2 separate regions of the Rattus norvegicus genome follow, and region 1 is linked to region 2. A link is a contact called in public Hi-C data. All regions are on one chromosome and are shown on one strand. The core of a region is the stretch at or near the end of the contact, and the rest is flanking DNA. Distances in the headings are between cores, read along the strand shown.

What was found. A called contact is a pair of places that touch in the nucleus more often than the background predicts.
Region 1: a Hi-C map of liver shows a contact between it and region 2, with 4 times the contacts expected there. The contact joins two enhancer-like sites. A contact is called at or near these places in 4 of 12 Hi-C or Micro-C datasets (hepatocytes, liver and mammary epithelial cells).

The regions. Positions count from the first base shown.
Region 1 is chr4:182,618,762-182,622,112 of GRCr8, reverse strand. No RefSeq gene overlaps it. Among named protein-coding and RNA genes, the nearest start is that of Far2, 85 kb to the left of the region's middle. Within about 2 kb of position 1,777, at least 3 of the 93 cell types and tissues checked have an H3K27ac peak or open chromatin away from gene starts, as enhancers often do. A contact at or near this core is called in liver, where this site is marked.
Region 2 is chr4:182,347,157-182,350,293 of GRCr8, reverse strand. No RefSeq gene overlaps it. Among named protein-coding and RNA genes, the nearest start is that of Ccdc91, 220 kb to the right of the region's middle. Within about 2 kb of position 1,378, at least 2 of the 93 cell types and tissues checked have an H3K27ac peak or open chromatin away from gene starts, as enhancers often do. A contact at or near this core is called in liver, where this site is marked.

The DNA of each region.
Region 1 (3,351 bases), core at 528-3,027, 270 kb before region 2:
TACTACATTGCTTAGGGAGGGGTGGTGGCAGTGTCACCTCTACGTTTCAGCACAGACGCTTAAAATTCAATTTCTGATCCTCTCATGTGAACACATGGAACTGGGTTTGACCATCTTCCTTGCCACTTTACTCCTGAACTGGGTTTAGATGTTTGCAGACCTTTGCCAAGAGTCTTGCTGGATTAAGACAGTGAAGTTTCCAAAATACCGTGTCTCTGAATAATGTGTGTGTGCATGCGTGTGTGCATGCGTGCATGTGTGCGCATATGTGCACATGTGTGTGCGCACATGTGCACATGTGTGTGCGCAGGTGTGTGCACACGCATGCACATTGATCCCAGAGGTCACTGTCCAGTGTCTTCTTAAATTGCTCTCCATTTTATTTTTTTTTCCTTTTTCTTTTTTTCGGAGCTGGGGACCGAACCCAGGGCCTTGTGCTTCCTAGGCAAGCGCTCTACCACTGAGCTAAATCCCCAACCCCCTCCATTTTATTTTTTAAGACAGGGTCTCTTACTGAACCTGGAGCTCAAACTGATTGTGTAGCCTGGCTGGCCAGCCAGTTCCAGGGATGTTTCTGCTCTGTCTCCCCTCAACCCCCATACTAGGATTACAGATGTGCTCCACTGAACTTGACTTTTTTCTCTCCCTCCCTCCCTCCCTCCCTCCCTCCCTCCCTCCCTCCCTCCCTCCCTTCTCTCTCTCTCTCTGTCCCCCCCCCCCCCCGTTTTCCTTTTTTAACATGAGGCCGAGGATCGGACTCAGTCTTCATATTTATGCTGAGTCATCCCCCCAGGCCCCATGGTGATTTAATGTTATGAACCACAAAAGCGAGAGACAAACCTTGAGGTCCAGGCTCAGGGGTCCAGTTATAATTCACACACTTACAGGCCAGAGAGTTATTTCCAGTCTAACAGAGAAATGAGAAGCACCGCTTGTCTACATGTCATGCTTCTAGGGACAGCAAGTTCCCAGCACCAATTTCCATAGCTCTTGGAAGCCCATGGTCTGACGTTGTACACATGACCTGGTTCTGCTTGGGTGGCAAGGGAAGCTAGCTGGATCCATTTCGTGTCTGAGCCACCTTCATGGCCAAGTGACAGGGTGGAAAGGCCCTTCAGACACTGCCCATCGTCCAACAGCTGTCTCTACTGTTTAAGTATTAATGGCTTAGCTCACTCACAGAGGAGAGAGGCAGGCAATGTCCAACAAGCATTGCCTGATCCTGGGTTCAGTTTGAGCTAATCGTCACTGTTTCTGGAACATACCTATGTGGGTTTTCTCAGTAAGTGCAGCCAGCAAGTCTGAACGCAGCCCTCCTATGCCGACCCACGCGGATCAGCTTGGACTCTCGCTCTGCGACATTGCATCATCTCAAGAGGGCTTTGGGGTGCCCCGCGCCAAGTAGAATTGGCTAAATGATTAACACATGCCTTTAGGAAAAAGCATGGACACTTCTCAGAGGAAGATGGGGCTGAAATCACTGTGGCTACCTCATCTTAAAACCTGAGAGGAATTAATCCCAGAAACCCTTCATTTCTCAATCATAAGTAAGGGTAAAAATTATAAGCAGGGGCCAGGATTCATGGGAGACCAGAGCCACAGAAGAATCTTTTGGGTCCAGGACCCAAGGCAGGAGGCAGTGAGCATTTTAAGTTTCACCCTGACAGATGAAGGTAAATGTAAGCTTTGAGCCCAAGATGTAAAACGGGACAGAATTGTTGCCAGTGAAAGAAAAGAAGGTAAATCCCAGGCATCCTTCATGCTTCCGTTAGGGGGCACTCTTGACTCACAGATCCCTAGGTGTGTTTATCACAGAGCCAGTTTTCTTCCGAGGCAGGTCTGCATGATAGGTGGTCTAAACTGGCAGACTCCGTGCCAAGCAAGGCACGCAAAGCCGAGGGGGGATAATGTGGCATTTCTTCCTGCTTTCACATCAACAGCACATACCCAAGGTTAAGAAAATCAACTTGGGACAAAACTGTGCTCCGGAGCCCCACGCCTCCACTCCCCCGATCCCCACCCGGACCCCAGACCTCGTGGACTGCACTGCCAGGGACTGCCTGAGCCTTCCCCACGGATTGATTGCTGGTTGATTATTCAGAGAGATTTTGTAAATGCAGCTAGGGAAAAGAATCCTCGATGATGGGGTGTTTCCTCTCGCTGGGCAGTCACCAGGGCCGCACAGAGGGAAGAAAGCCAACAGAAAGCCGCTCATCCTTTGTAACTCCAGTATACCCCAGTGCCAGGATGTCTCCCAGTCAGAGGCCAAGCTTCTGTGTGTATGTGCGAGTGGCGCTCTCACTGAGTCATACACATACACACCTAGAGGAGTACGCAGAGCACCATGGCTCTAGAGTTGTTTGCGCTCCGTTTTAAAGCCTTAGGCATGAGAATTGGTGTGAACTACGGTGCTGATCTCTCCCAGGGCCTGGCATGACACTACTTGCTGCCACTGCTCCCTAGGTCTGGCATGATGCTGCAGTGAGCAGAAAGGCCTGAATATAACGGACAGGGAAACCCCTTGTGTACTGACCATACACGTGGTACTGAAGCACAGGTGGGAGAGGATGAGACATACGGCCCAGGGACCATAGGACTGTCACATGGGCACATGACCATTGGGTTCTAAAGACAGAATAGAGACCCTTGCTATGTGGGAAACTTGGTCTTTAACACTGTGGAGGAGTGCAGACTGGAGCAAGGAACTTGGGAGCTCTCAAGGCTGGTTCTCAACTGCCTCAGTCCAGTTCCCTGTGTCTATGCCTGTACACAGAAAAGCAGATGGACACAACACCGAGGATAACCTCCTCTACCCTTGTCTTCTCACTTTCCAAACACACATGCACACACAACACACGAACACACACATGTACATACATGTACACATGCAAACATGCACACACATACATTCATACACATGCACATACACATGTACACACATACACTGCACACACACATGAGCGCACACACATGTATACACACATATATACACACACTCACACATATGCACACACACATGCTCACATTTGCATGTCAACTTTGGGTATCATTCCTTGTCTCTTTGATATCCTTGTTTTTGAAACAGGGTTTCTCATTGGATCTCACCAACTAGGTTAGGCCAGGTAGTGCCCCAAGTATCTGCTTGTCTGAGCTGGGATATCAAGAATGCTGCCCATGTGATCACTAAACCTTGTGCTTGGGCAGCAAGCACTTGACCAACTGAGATATCACCCCAGCCCAACAGTGAGGATTTGTATCAAAGATCTGGCACCCAGATGGACACAGAAAGTTCTTTTTTCTTCACCATGGACCTGAGAGGGCAGAAGCTAGGATTTACCAATGTTAGACCAT
Region 2 (3,137 bases), core at 129-2,628:
TTTTGGAGCCTGCATGCTGTGCTGTTCCCTTCTGCATCCTGCCCGCCACAGATTCCAGAACACTCTAGGTTCACGCAGTCTGAATATGTGAGATGTAGTGCAGTAGGGGACACTTGGATGGAGAAAATATGGACAGACACACAAAGGGCTGTTTGGCATACGTCTCATGTAATGTGTGATGCTAGTTTTGTGGTTGTCATAAGCCTGTTTGTGTTGTTTCTACTCCTGTGGGCACTGTGTAGCTCAAGAGAGAATCCAGCATTTTTGTGAAGTCGGTGTAAACCTGTATTAGCCTCCCAGTTGAAGGATTGTGATAAGATAGAGTCAGATAATGTCAGAAGATGCTATACATTTCTAATGTAAAAAGTGTAGCCTTGGCTGTCCTGGAACACGTTCTGTAGACCAGGCTGGCCTTGAACTCAAAGATCCATCTACTCAAGTTCCAGGAACCCTAACCCCCAACCTGGCTAAAAGGTGTAATTTTAAAACTGATAAAATTAGCAAGGAAAATGCTTGTGCTGTCTGACATCCTTCCCTGGGAGCCACCAAGGATAAGCAACTGGCTCTCTACTCAGTAGAACCATTTTAGGAATAAGCATACGCAGATTTCGGAACTGTTTAGAGATTGTCTTATAGAAGTGTTTCCTGCCTTATGAATTCAGATTAGCACAGCTTTGACTCTCTTCATCCCAAACCTTGCACAACACTTCTTCCTAACACCGCAGTGATCAGAAGTGTGAACGGCAGACGGGTGTGCAGGCTTGGTGTATAGGACCTAACCTTCCGGGCGGTCTATAGGACAGACACCAGGGTTTGTCCCTTGGTCCTTGTTCTCTCCTTGGAGATGACGATTCTGGTTGTGGCTCCCCCAAAGCTGTAACACTTGGCTCTTCATGCTTTCTGGGCTACTTTTTACTGCTCACTGTGAGAATGGTGAGGGAAGTGTTTCTTCCCAAGAGCCTTTGCTGATGCATGACCTGACCTCCTCCGTGCTCTCTCCAGAGATTAGTAAAGCAGTCTGAAGGGGTCCATATCAGAGATGACTCTTCACCTAGCTAACTTGGCTGTGGAAAGAAACTGGGCTCTTGGCCTCTAGGTAAATTAAAGCTATTCAAAAATAACTCCCACATGAAGGGGGCTCTTTCTAAGGATGAACCATGTACCTGGGACTTTAAGCTATAAACATATAATACAATTATTATATTACACTATTGTTGCTCTCAGGAAGAGATATAAACTTATTTGGGAAGCCACGAAAGGTCCTTTACATTTCTTAACTTGGACCTGACATCCCTGGTGACTCCTACACTCTTCTACAGTGAAACTAAATCAAAGGCTGTTGGCCAAAGTGTAGCTTCAGCCCTTCCTTTACCCCAATGCCCTTCTCATGGCATGCTTCCCTGTTCAACAACCACAGTTCGTGCCTTTTCACCTTTGGAGTCCTTCTCTTCTGGAATGTTCTGCCAGATATGACCGTTTGGATTAATGCATCACCAGGCACTTGGTGTCTAGACTTTCTGTGTATCTGTCCATTGTCTGAGACCTTCCCCCAGGATGGGGCACGGGGACTGCAGATGGTGCCATTGCAGCACTTTGAACAGTATCCATCCAACCAGGGTAGGTACTAATTAGTGTATCACAGATGGCGAATTCTGGCCCTCTTCCCCTCAGGGAGCTTACTCAAACTACATCTCCCCACTGCAACTGGTTGGCGTCTGTGACTCACCATATTTAAGGCCAAAGGACTTCCAAGAGAAGGTAAGAAGAAGAGCAGATTGAATAGCAAAATGGAACTCTCAACTGTTCTTCCCCATCTGTAGTGGAAATCTGCATAGGATAACATTTCTTGCCCTCACAGAATCTTGATGAGGGTACAGGAGATAACTCACAGTCCACACTGCAGTCTAATTCTTGGTGGAGAGTAAACACTACATGTTGGTTTAAGGAAAAATAGTATAATAGCAACTTAGGGGTCATTTCACACAGCCTCCTCCTGCTCATGAAGGAAGGGCATCAGCTGAGGTTAGATACCCAGACACTGGCCGACCACCCATGAGCTCAAATAGCCTTCTCCTGATATGTGCAACCCTTTTGTTCTTCCAATGGAGGTGAGTTCTACATGCATTCCCTTTCTTAGGAAATTTAAGCATGGTGGCCAGTGCCATTTTCCTCTGTCCCTCATTCCTGTGTATCAGCTGTCTAAAAGCCAGACCTCTCTGCCTGGCTCTTTTCTCTTCGCAGCTCTTTCAATTCTTCTCATCCTTGGAAAAAAATTCTCGTTTATTTCATGTTCTAAGGTTTCTAGCATGAAAATCTGCACCTTCCTAGCAACCAATCTTTGCACCAAACCCAACCCTCTACATCGGCCTCTTGGAATGCACTCTCATTTCATGCAAGTGTTTTCCCCAGAAAGAGAGGAATCACCCCTCCATGATGCTCCCCAAATATAAAATCCCTCACCCTAGATGTGTTACTCATGCAGGTGGGTGACATACACACACAACACGCACAGATGCTCACGTTTCTACCTTGCTGTGGCTGGGCTCCCGAATGCAGGGATAATGTAGGGGTTACACAGGAAGGCTGAGCCTGATAGCGTTAACTGGGAAAGAGAACCAAGAAACGCCATGAGAAGCATCTGTGGCAAAGTATGTAAGAGCCTCTCTTGTTTATGCTAAAACGTTTAATAAAGAGAACAATTGCCTGTGGTTGAATTTTTAAAAGCTGGGAAACTACACAGAAAACAGAAGATGTACCTGGAGAGAGGGAACAAAGAGCAGTGGGGGCAGAAAAAAAGGAAGCTTTCCATTTAGTAGTGTGTGTGTGTGTGTGTGTGTGTGTGTGTGTGTGTGTGTGTGTCTGTGTGTGTATATGTGTATATGTATATGTGTGTGTATATGTGTGTATGTGTATGTATGTGTGTATGTATGTATGTATGTGTGTATATGTGTGTATGTATGTGTGTGTATGTGTCTGTGTGTGTATATGTGTGTATGTATGTGTGTGTATGTGTGTGTATGTGTCTGTGTGTGTATATGTGTGTATGTATGTGTGTATGTGTGTGTATGTGTGTGCGTATGTGTGTATGTGTGTCTGTGTGTGTATGTATGTGTGTGTATGTGTGTATGTGTGTGTAT